Regions from separate parts of the Gasterosteus aculeatus genome. Here region 1 is linked to region 2. A link is a contact called in public Hi-C data. All regions are on one chromosome and are shown on one strand. Each heading gives the region's core, a stretch centred on a gene start, on an enhancer-like site or on the middle of the called end of the contact. The rest is flanking DNA. Distances are from core to core; before and after follow the strand shown.

The links. A called contact is a pair of places that touch in the nucleus more often than the background predicts.
Region 1: a contact with region 2 is called in a Hi-C map of skeletal muscle, with 3 times the contacts expected there. The contact joins the enhancer-like site here to the promoter of zeb2b in region 2. A contact is called at or near these places in 2 of 6 Hi-C or Micro-C datasets (both in skeletal muscle).

The regions. Positions count from the first base shown.
Region 1 is chr1:30,565,582-30,570,455 of fGasAcu3.hap1.1, reverse strand. No RefSeq gene overlaps it. Among protein-coding and RNA genes, the nearest start is that of LOC144388943, 11 kb to the right of the region's middle. Within about 2 kb of position 1,780, at least 2 of the 9 cell types and tissues checked have open chromatin away from gene starts, as enhancers often do.
Region 2 is chr1:30,419,175-30,424,154 of fGasAcu3.hap1.1, reverse strand. zeb2b (zinc finger E-box binding homeobox 2b) reads right to left here and starts at 2,842. Exons shown (of 11, transcript XM_078102633.1): 1 at 2,515-2,842; 2 at 2,313-2,376. It overlaps LOC120813969 (a long non-coding RNA gene), which reads left to right. Exons shown (of 2, transcript XR_005711132.2): 2 at 2,627-3,792.

The DNA.
Region 1 (4,874 bases), core at 531-3,030, 150 kb before region 2:
GCTGTCTGGTCAATGGGACCGGGGCAAGTAGCCAAGCATGTACAGCCAAGCTCCCCCTGCCTCCCCCTCCTCCCCCTCCTCCCCCCTCCCGTCCAGACGGCCTCCTGTTCAGCTGCGCCGCTCGCCGCAGGTTCCAGCCGGGTCAGATGTTCAACACGAGCGTCAACATGTTCGCCCCTCACCGCTGTTTACCGGGGGGGGGGGGGGGGGCGGCTCGGGCGCCGAGCCCCCCCCGCCGACCCGGAGCAGCCTCGCAGACGGCGTTGGACGGGAACTGCCTGAGGCATCTGAATGCACCTGTAACGCGCGTGCAGGAAGTCATTCTGCCCGTCTCCCTCGCTGTCACACACAAGTCAAAGGTGCAGCGCCGCCCTACTAGCCGCCGTGCTAGCCGCCGTGCTAGTGCTAGCCGGCGTGCTAGCCGCCCAGGTGCAGAGCAGAAAGGGTTGCGGCGCGTTGTGGGAACGCCAGCTGCCCCCGAGTTCCTGCGACGGTGTGAGTGTTTGGGATTTGTGCGCCAACAGAAGGACTCGACATGCAAGAGCGACAGCAGCTCGTTTCCTGTGTCTTCCCACGTCGATAAAATAAAACCCCACTTCTGTTCCGCCCCCCCCGCGTCTGATGGATGGTGCCGAATGTGTTTGAGCTTCATCAAAGCGGGACGACTCGAGCAGAAAACATGCATATGTTTGACCATTAAAGCCTCCCACAATATTGACTGTACTTTTCCTTCGGAAAGTCAGACGTTTCGCTGCGTTTCTGCTCAAAGTGTTCAACCTTTGAACCGGTTTCTGCAAACGAGCGCGCCGGCAGTTTGAGTCGGAACGAGCCGAACTTTCCACACAGAAAGGAAACGTTTATTAGGTTTAGCACAAACAGCCGCTCGGGGTCAAAGTGTCTGCTCCCATTCCGTTAAAAAGTTTTACTTGGTGTGAAAAGGAAATAGTCTAAAATACAGAATATTTTTCAAATATTTTCCATTTAATCCTTTTAAATCAATTTTTTATTTGTAACTTATACATTATTCATGTTTATATATTCATTTATAACTTATTTTGTCAGTATCTTACTAGTATAATTGTAATGTAACTTTATATTCCCACATTCAATGTCCCATTAAAGTCCTATTTAAGACCTCGTGGTGGTCGTCCATCGACCCGCGAGACGAGGCCGAAGCGTTTGGACGCCGGCTGACCCGAGGACGGGAAGAGGACGGGTAGAGAGGGCGGAGAGAGGACGGGTCAGAGGACGGGGAGAGGACGGGGAGAGGACGGGTAGAGAGGACGGGGAGAGGACTGGGAGAGGACGGGTAGAGAGGATGGGGAGAGGACGGGTAGAGAGGGCGGAGAGAGGACGGGGAGAGAGGACGGGGAGAGGACGGGGAGAGGACGGGTAGAGAGGGCGGAGAGAGGACGGGTAGAGAGGGCGGAGAGAGGACGGGGAGAGAGGACGGGGAGAGGACGGGGAGAGAGGACGGGGAGAGGACGGGTAGAGAGGACGGGGAGAGGACGGGTAGAGAGGACGGGGAGAGGACGGGTAGAGAGGACGGGGAGAGGACTGGGAGAGGACGGGTAGAGAGGACGGGAGAGAGGACGTGGAGAGGACTGGGAGAGGACGGGTAGAGAGGATGGGGAGAGGACGGGTAGAGAGGACGGGGAGAGAGGACGTGGAGAGAGGACGTGGAGACGACGGAGAGAGAGGACGGGTAGACAGGACGGGGAGAGAGGACGGGGAGAGAGGACGGTTAGAGACAACGGGTAGAGAGGACGTTAGAGAGGACGGGTCGACCCGGCGGCCCCCGGAATGTTTGTGCTGCAGACGGATGGATGTGGATCAGCAGAATGGCATCTGCTTAGTGTGCACGGACACACACACACACACACACACACACGGACAGACACACACACACACACACACACGGACAGACACACACACACACACACACACACACACGGACAGACACACACACACACACACACACACACAGACACACACGGACACACACACACACGGACAGACACACACACACACAAGGACAGACACACACGGACACACACACACACGGACAGACACACACGGACACACACACACACACACACGGACAGACACACACGGACACACACACACACGGACAGACACACACACGGGGGAGGTATTAGCATGCGGAGCAGCTTGTCAGAGCATTTGTTCATATTCAAAGCAGCAACGGGAGCAAAGTCTTTGGTTTCCTCTTAAAGGTGCCGAACGCTTCATGCGTTCAGCTTCCTGTAAAGTAGAAAGAAGAACATTGTTTCTATTGATATATTAGGAGGTTGTCACACATAAATGTTTATATTTCATGTGTTTCTGCCACCATTGCAAATGTCTTTAATCTAAAGTGATGAACTGAATAATCGGCCTCTTTAAACGCGCTGCGTCTTCTTCCAGGGAGACGTTTTCTATTCAGAGACACGCTGGAACAGAACATACATGAAACATTCCTTTCAACGGCCTCGCTGACGTTTTTTCGGGCCTTTTGTTTTTGAAGTGGAGGTAAAAGTTGGAACGGGCAGAATGAGCTGGAGGGACCACAGCCCACCTCCACTCGCAGCTTCTGGCTCCTCTTCAGGAGCAAGAACCTCAGGTGTTAATTGATCTCCGTCTTCCTCCTCCAGCTCCACGCCGCACTCTTGGACCTTCGTCAACGGGGCGATGAGGCGACTCTCAGCTCGTGTGAAACGGTGCTGGCAGTCCCCGGCGCTCACATTCGCTCCCCATACAGCCGCTCTTCTTTCGGCGGATTGCTCCCCCGGCGACGCAGACAGCACAATGGTCTCACTGAGCGCTGACGATTAACACATAAAAGCGACACGGGGAATCTCGCCGCTAGATACCAGCGCACACGAGAGGGCAAAGCATTCATGGCGTGCCAGGGACTTCAGTGGGAGCCCCCGCTATCTGATTGGTGATCTTTTGTTTTGGCGGCGCCCCTCGAATCGGGGGGGGGGGGGGGGGGGCGGCCCAATCAGATCAGGGACGGGGGGGGAGGCAGAGACGAGACAATCGCCGCTTTCCATTTGCTGTCCGTCTCCGAGCGGCTTCTCTCGAGGCCGCCAGAGAGGAGTCAAGTCGAAGCGTCTCCATCTCCAGCACCCCCCCGTCCCCCCATCCCGTCCCCCCCGTCCCCCCGTCCCCCCGTCCCTCGGGCAGATTGGGTTCGCACAGCAGTGCTCAGACACTAAAGCTGGATTAAGTTCAAACTTGAGCACAATCAGATGTTGTCGCGAGCCCCCGCTTTTAATCTGAAACTTCAGCCAGTGTCACCAGTGACAGGTAATCTCAGGGAACCATTAAGAGCACACGCGCAGACAAACGGGGGATCACGCCGACGCTAAGACCCTCTCCACCAAATAAGACCATGTTTAGGAGATAATCTGCACGGATTGCATCTTTAAAAAGGGGCAGATTATAAAGATCTGAGCCCTTTTCTTGAAGGATGTTTGCTGAAAGAATTTGTGTTCGATGTTGCTTAAACTTTAGAAATAATAAACTTTGGATCAGCTCTTCTTCATCTTCTACACATAAACTTGTGCACATTAAGACACACACAGCAAGCTTCTTCTGACAGGGAGGACAGTTGGGAGACATCAACAGTCTCCGTGTGACGGCTGAGAGCGCTCGATTGTTGCCGTGACGACGTCTTTTGACTCTTGGCTGCGGGCGGAATGAATGAGAATGCGCCGCGTTGTGTCCGTGGCACCGCTCCACGTTTGTGCGTCTCTTCTGGTCCCAGTTTCACTTCTGGGGGAAACTGGACTCCAGGTAGGACGATGAAATCCTCGTGTCCTCCTCGGACCATATTAATGGAATAAGATTAATACGATAATTACTCTTATCGTTCACATGTTAATAATAAGTGTAGGTCATACATGATGACGGTGTATTGGGATTATTTTTTGTGTAAATAACAGTCATGGATCATTATCTAGTGTATTTATTATCTAATATGTGGTATCACATGATAATGATCCATTAACTGTAATGTGTTTTATTGCGTGATTTAAATAGATTGATGACAGAGATGTGACGGAATAAAACTCCCACAGTGTTTGTATGTATGAAATATTTATAATTATTATTATGTTGTTCCAATGCAGCTATGAATAGGTAGTTTCCTGTAAATACACCATGTGATTTCATATGTTCATAGTATGTGGAATAAATAGTGATCATTAAGACGTTCAAGCACTGTGACTTTAAATGTTTGAATATTTAAATAAAACCAATGTGTAATTTCTTCTGATTAAACAGTGATTGTTTGTTGATAATTCTTCATGCTTAAAGTTAAAGTGCTGCAGTGGTTCTATTTGGTAAATCTTTAAGTGTAACTACAACGTAAATGTGTGAATATCCAATAATAATTAAGAAAAGAAATCCTCAAATATTCCACTGACGCCGAATGTGTCACCGTTTGCTATATTTACATTTAATGGTCAAACAGTAGAATAAAAGCCAAATGAAAAGGTACATTTTTTTTGTATTTTTGAGGTCATCATTTGATCCATCGGTAACTAACTGGTGCTTCGTGGAAAATGAAACCAAATGTGGCACTTTTTATTTTATGATCTCTCATAAGCAGGATTCTCCTCCTAATTTCATGCAAAAAGATTGTAATTATTGTAAAATATTTTTGCGAAATCGCGATTCGCAAACGCTCCAGATAATATGATATAATATTCAATGAATAAATAATAAGAGGCCCTCCGTCTCTCAACTGAGAACAACATTGACAGAAGTGAGAAGGAGATTAAAAACTATTTGTGCGTTTAAAGCGTCAGGAAACTCGAGATGTGGAGACGTTTTGACTCATTTTAAAATATATATATATGTATATA
Region 2 (4,980 bases), core at 1,593-4,092:
ACCTGGCTGATGCACCTGCACCAGCCGCGCGTGCTGCAGGTGCATCTGTGCAAAACGAGTGCACGTAAACTCAACATCGGGAGACGAACATTATTTGAATTACTGCTTCCGCTTATTAGCTCATTAGGTTGTTTTTTTTTCCAATTGCACCCCCTAACGAAAATGAGCCAAAGTGAATGTAAAATAAGTGTGACATTGTAGAGGTCTGAGGTGATACTTTTAGAGCAGAGAGAAGAGAATAACGCACAATAAAGAGACGGCAGAGTTGCTACAGAGAGTCCCTGCAGGAATATTACAGGAATGTCACAGTGACAGGATGAATCTCACATTTATTAAAGTCAGCCGTCTCAGCCATGTATGGGGGGGGGGGGGGGGGGGGGATCCACCTTTTGCAGCTCTTCGATTGGTTGTGTAAATAAAGAATTATTTTGTGTCCAGCAGTTTGCCACTGTATGGCTAATTAAATCATCAATCAGAGGGCTGCATGGACTGGTTGATGACCCCCGCACCCCCGTTAATTACTCTCCATCCCCCCATCCAAAAAAATAATAATAACACAATCAGAGGCTGCAGAAAGAAGCGACAGGGTCGTGCATTTATTAATATGATCTGTGGCTTTTGTGGAATATCACTTTTGTTATTTTTATAATCAAACAATTAGAAATTTCGATTACAATAATTCTGAATATCGTGAACAAATTCCTCTTTCAACTTAAGTCCCTCTCCGACGTGCCTGCATGTGTCGGAGGAGGTTTTGGGTGAGTTTACTTTCTCCCGTTCTGAAGCATTTCCATCATGACATGCCGTCTTTTTTTATCTTCGTACTGAATAACAAAGAGGGGGAGGAAGAGGAGGAAGAGGAGGAGGGCAGAGGCGGTTTCCTCGGGTCCAAAGTGGATCCAGTCCTGGGTGAATTATTGTCATGCGTAATTTACTGCCACGGTGGCTGCATGTAGGAGAAGGAGTCCGGCTCTCTCTCCCCCGTCTCCCACTCTCTCTCTCTCTCTCTCTCTCTCTCTCACACACACACACACACACACACACACACACACACACACACACACACACACACACACACACACTTGAACCGGAGCTGCAGCTCCGTGTCCCATTCATCCGAGCAAGTCTGGAGTGGCACCGCTCCCCCCCCCCCCCCGACGTGGGGCCGCATATTCAGCGTGAAAGCGGATTACAGTCGGTGTGTGACCTATAGGGGGACCTTGTGCTTAATGAATAAATTGATTTAAACGAGGGGAGGGGTACCAAAAACAGCGTATGCACAAATTCATAATTCTATCTGGATTTTATGATTTTGCGTCCAGATTAAAGGTGGAAATTAATTATAACACAAATTGTTTACAATGTTTTTGGAAAATTGTTATTTATGAGATTAAAAGCCTGACAAATTTGTAATTATTTAAATAAAGAAGAGTGGATATTTTTAACTGTGTTTGTATTTTTTTTTTCTCTAAATAAAAATCTGAAGCACATTTTCTGCCCTGGTTTATTTTCTGAAGTTGAAATGTTTCCCCCAAAAAACCCCAATAAGTGGAAATTCACTCGGGTTTAATGGTTTTTAGTGTCCAACACCTAAATTGGAGCTGTGTAGTTCTGCAGCTGTCTGCCTCAGGCATGACGGCTGATTACCAAGATTATAATCCTAATTTCCTCTCCCTCTCTGCTTCAGTGTGTGTGCGTGTGAACAGAGGCCCACTTTTAGCTTTCTGACAGAGAAAACACAAACACAGCGGTGTGGTGGGCTTGTAGGAATGTTCTGTAGTATTTAGAGAATGCGTCTGTGTAATTACATCGTCCCTTTGTACACATGCAGCAGTAACAGAACAGACGAATAAACTCACTGCTATGTTTTTTGTACATAAGTGAGAGAAAAAAAAATTAAGAAAACGGGTAAAAAAAAAAAAAAGCAGTCCCGAAAGGTTTTTTTTTTTTTTTTTTTTTTTGCCGGTTTTCTGGTATTTTTTTGGATTTATTTGCATATTTCCACATGTGCGGCCCTCGCACAAACACTCAAACATCCACATCGCAGAGCGTCTCGTACGTGATGTTTAACAAAGAGAGCACCGGCCCAGCGATGCCGTAATCTCAAAAACAATGAACGCGTCTTTCAGCACCGCCGGGGTTCTGTACAGTGAAGCGAGACGCGCACGGCGGGAACGCGCCTCAGGACCCAAACGCCGCTCCGTGACCTCGTCGAGCGGCCGCCGGCGCTCCCCACCAACGGCCCGATTCAGCGCGGGCAGAAGTCACACGACGTGAATGTCAGAAATACAGATTGATGCGTAACAACTCACCTGTGTGCTCCAGATGTGTCTCCCTGCTGCGGGTCCTCGGCCCAATATGACGTGTGCAGAATCACTGTGAGAGAGGAGGACAGAGTGAAAAAAAGTCCCGTTCATATCCAGACACATTCATAAGAACTGCAGATACGGTTCCACAGGAAGGAGGTCAAAGGTCAGCGCAAGCCAGACTGATGTGGCTACCAGTGATACTCACACTGAGGTCTCATCATTTGTGCCAGCTCTCTAATTGTTGGCACAAACAGCTGTGACTCCTTTCCAAGCTAAACAGTGACTCAGCTTTTCCTCCACCGTTTGCTTCTTATCAGGAAAATAAAATCCACTCAAAAGGAATCTGGCGGAGCACGGGAAGGCCAACGTCTCCAGCGACACCGGAGGAAGCGGCTCGGTAATTGCAGGTGGTTAGCAGCTCTTCAGCAGCTTTACTCCCCCGTCACGCCGTCCTCGCGTGCTGGGCGGGACGCCGTTCTTACGTTAGGTAAGAGGTGACTCAGATCTGCCGACAGCAGGGGAGTCGACTGGTCCTGTTGATGTAAAGCAACAAAGAAACGTTACGAAATGATGGCAAATAATTAGTGTTCAGCCCAGTCACAATAAGAAAGAGGGTGCCCCCAAAATCCACTTCTACAATTGAAAACATCTGTCCAGAGGCAGCAGCTCGGCCTCTCAAGTGCTCAGTTTGTGCCGGAGCCTCTTTTTAATTAGAAGGCCGCTCGTCGCTGGCGTTCAGAGGTTGTGAATGCACGACAGAGGAGCCGTGGCGTCCCAGATCACATCAAACCGGGCTCCTCTCCCCGGGCAGCGGCTCCACGGCGGCTCCGGAGACCCACGGACAATTAAAGGCCGAGAGGCGAAGGCTCCCGCGTGCGTTCCGCGAACATGCAAAATGAATTTAGTTCACATTTTCCACGAGCGAGAGAGAGAGAGAGCGAGAGAGAGAGAAAACCTCTTTTCTGATCTCTGTCGGTCCAACGAGGAAACTAGCACACAGACAAAAAGTATTGATTTTTTGATGTTGTTCTTGTTAGCTGAAATGTGCGCGGAGGCTTCTACAAATGACCACTTGTTCGACCGAGACTCTTACAAGAACAAGACGAACGCGCCACGTCTTCCTGCAGAAAGACAACGGAATAAAAACTGTGTTTAGTCCCACCAGCACGTCTCAAGTTGGACCAGCTATGTGTGTGTATTTCATTCTTTTTCATTCGTATTTGTTCTCAAATGTTTGGGTGCACAAATCAACATTTAAAATGAATAATAAATGCGCTCCGCTGATGAAGATGATACCGCGGATGTTCAAATGAATGCAAGTAAGTCCGCTGCTACTTCAAAAGGCGAGAATGCACTAAATTATGTTTGATGACGACCTCCTCTTAATACATGTGAATGCATAACCTGCCCCGTAGTAAATCACAATTAAACAGATGTCATTAGACATTCACAGTTATCACCGGACTGGCTGCACGCCCCCCCCATGAAAGGAATCATCTTAACACATCGACACGGCCCGATTCTTTATCAGCTGCTTAAATAGAGGGCGAAGCCCTGAAAAGAAGTCAGCAGTTCTGCTGATTGTTGTGAGGGGATTGAGTGTGTGTGTGTGTGTGTATGTGCACACACATATTTGTGTATTGTGAGTCACCAAACCAATTCCTGCACATTTACTGTACAAATAAAGGGGTTTGGATTGAGCCCGTGATAGGTCCCACAAGAAAACTTCTTGCTCTGAGAAGAGGGGGAAAAGAGGACTTATCGCTGGCTGAAATTAATAATTGACTGCGTCTCCGATGAATAATTAATCAAACATTTGAATAATTGTTGTAGCTCTAATCTGGACAGACATTTGCATACCGGCGTGCTCTTAATATCCGCCGCTGTACACAGAGTCTACATCCTCTCAGGACCTTGTCTGGTCTCACAGATGTTCCTCTAGTCGTCCATCAGCCGCTACGGGAGGAAACCAGAGGAACCCGCATCACTCACTGGAAGAAGAGGATCGCGTGTATTAGAACACTGATACGAAAATCTCATCATGTCAGACTGCCGGCAGGACGAGGTAACTGACTGTAGAGGAATGTTATACAACGGCACCGGCCATTTATATTACAACAACAGTTTATTTGGAAGAACCAGAATCCAATGTAATTTAGAAGAAACATCTCGCTGTCGCTGCCTCGGAACACGGCCAAGAGAAGAGAGAGTGTGTGTGTGTGTGTGTGTGTGTGTGTGTGTGTGGGCACCGAATAGAAACCACTAACTGCAAACTTCACGGCAGCAAGCTGGCCTCCTCTGACCCTGAGTGGCAGCAGCCGGCTTTGAACCGGCGGCCTCTTCCATGAGAGTTTGCTCGTTTGCGGCTTCAAATGTCGGCATCGTATTTCAGCGCCGCCTCGGACAAGCGCGTCCGTTTAGAGTTTATGGCCCTGCCAGGACTCATCGCAGACGCGCCATCCCTTCCCATGCGTTGTCGTCCCAGGCGTCGGTTATCTGCATTCGGTGGGGGGGGGGGGGACGGGGGGACGTCGACGTGAGGCGGCGCAGGAAGCAAATTGCCGCTGTGCGTCCCCCACTTCCTGTTATCGCTCCGTCAGGGCCGAGCGAAGCCATCGCTCTCACCTCTCGCTTTTCCCCTCCTGAGAACACAGAGTGTGTGTGTGTGTGT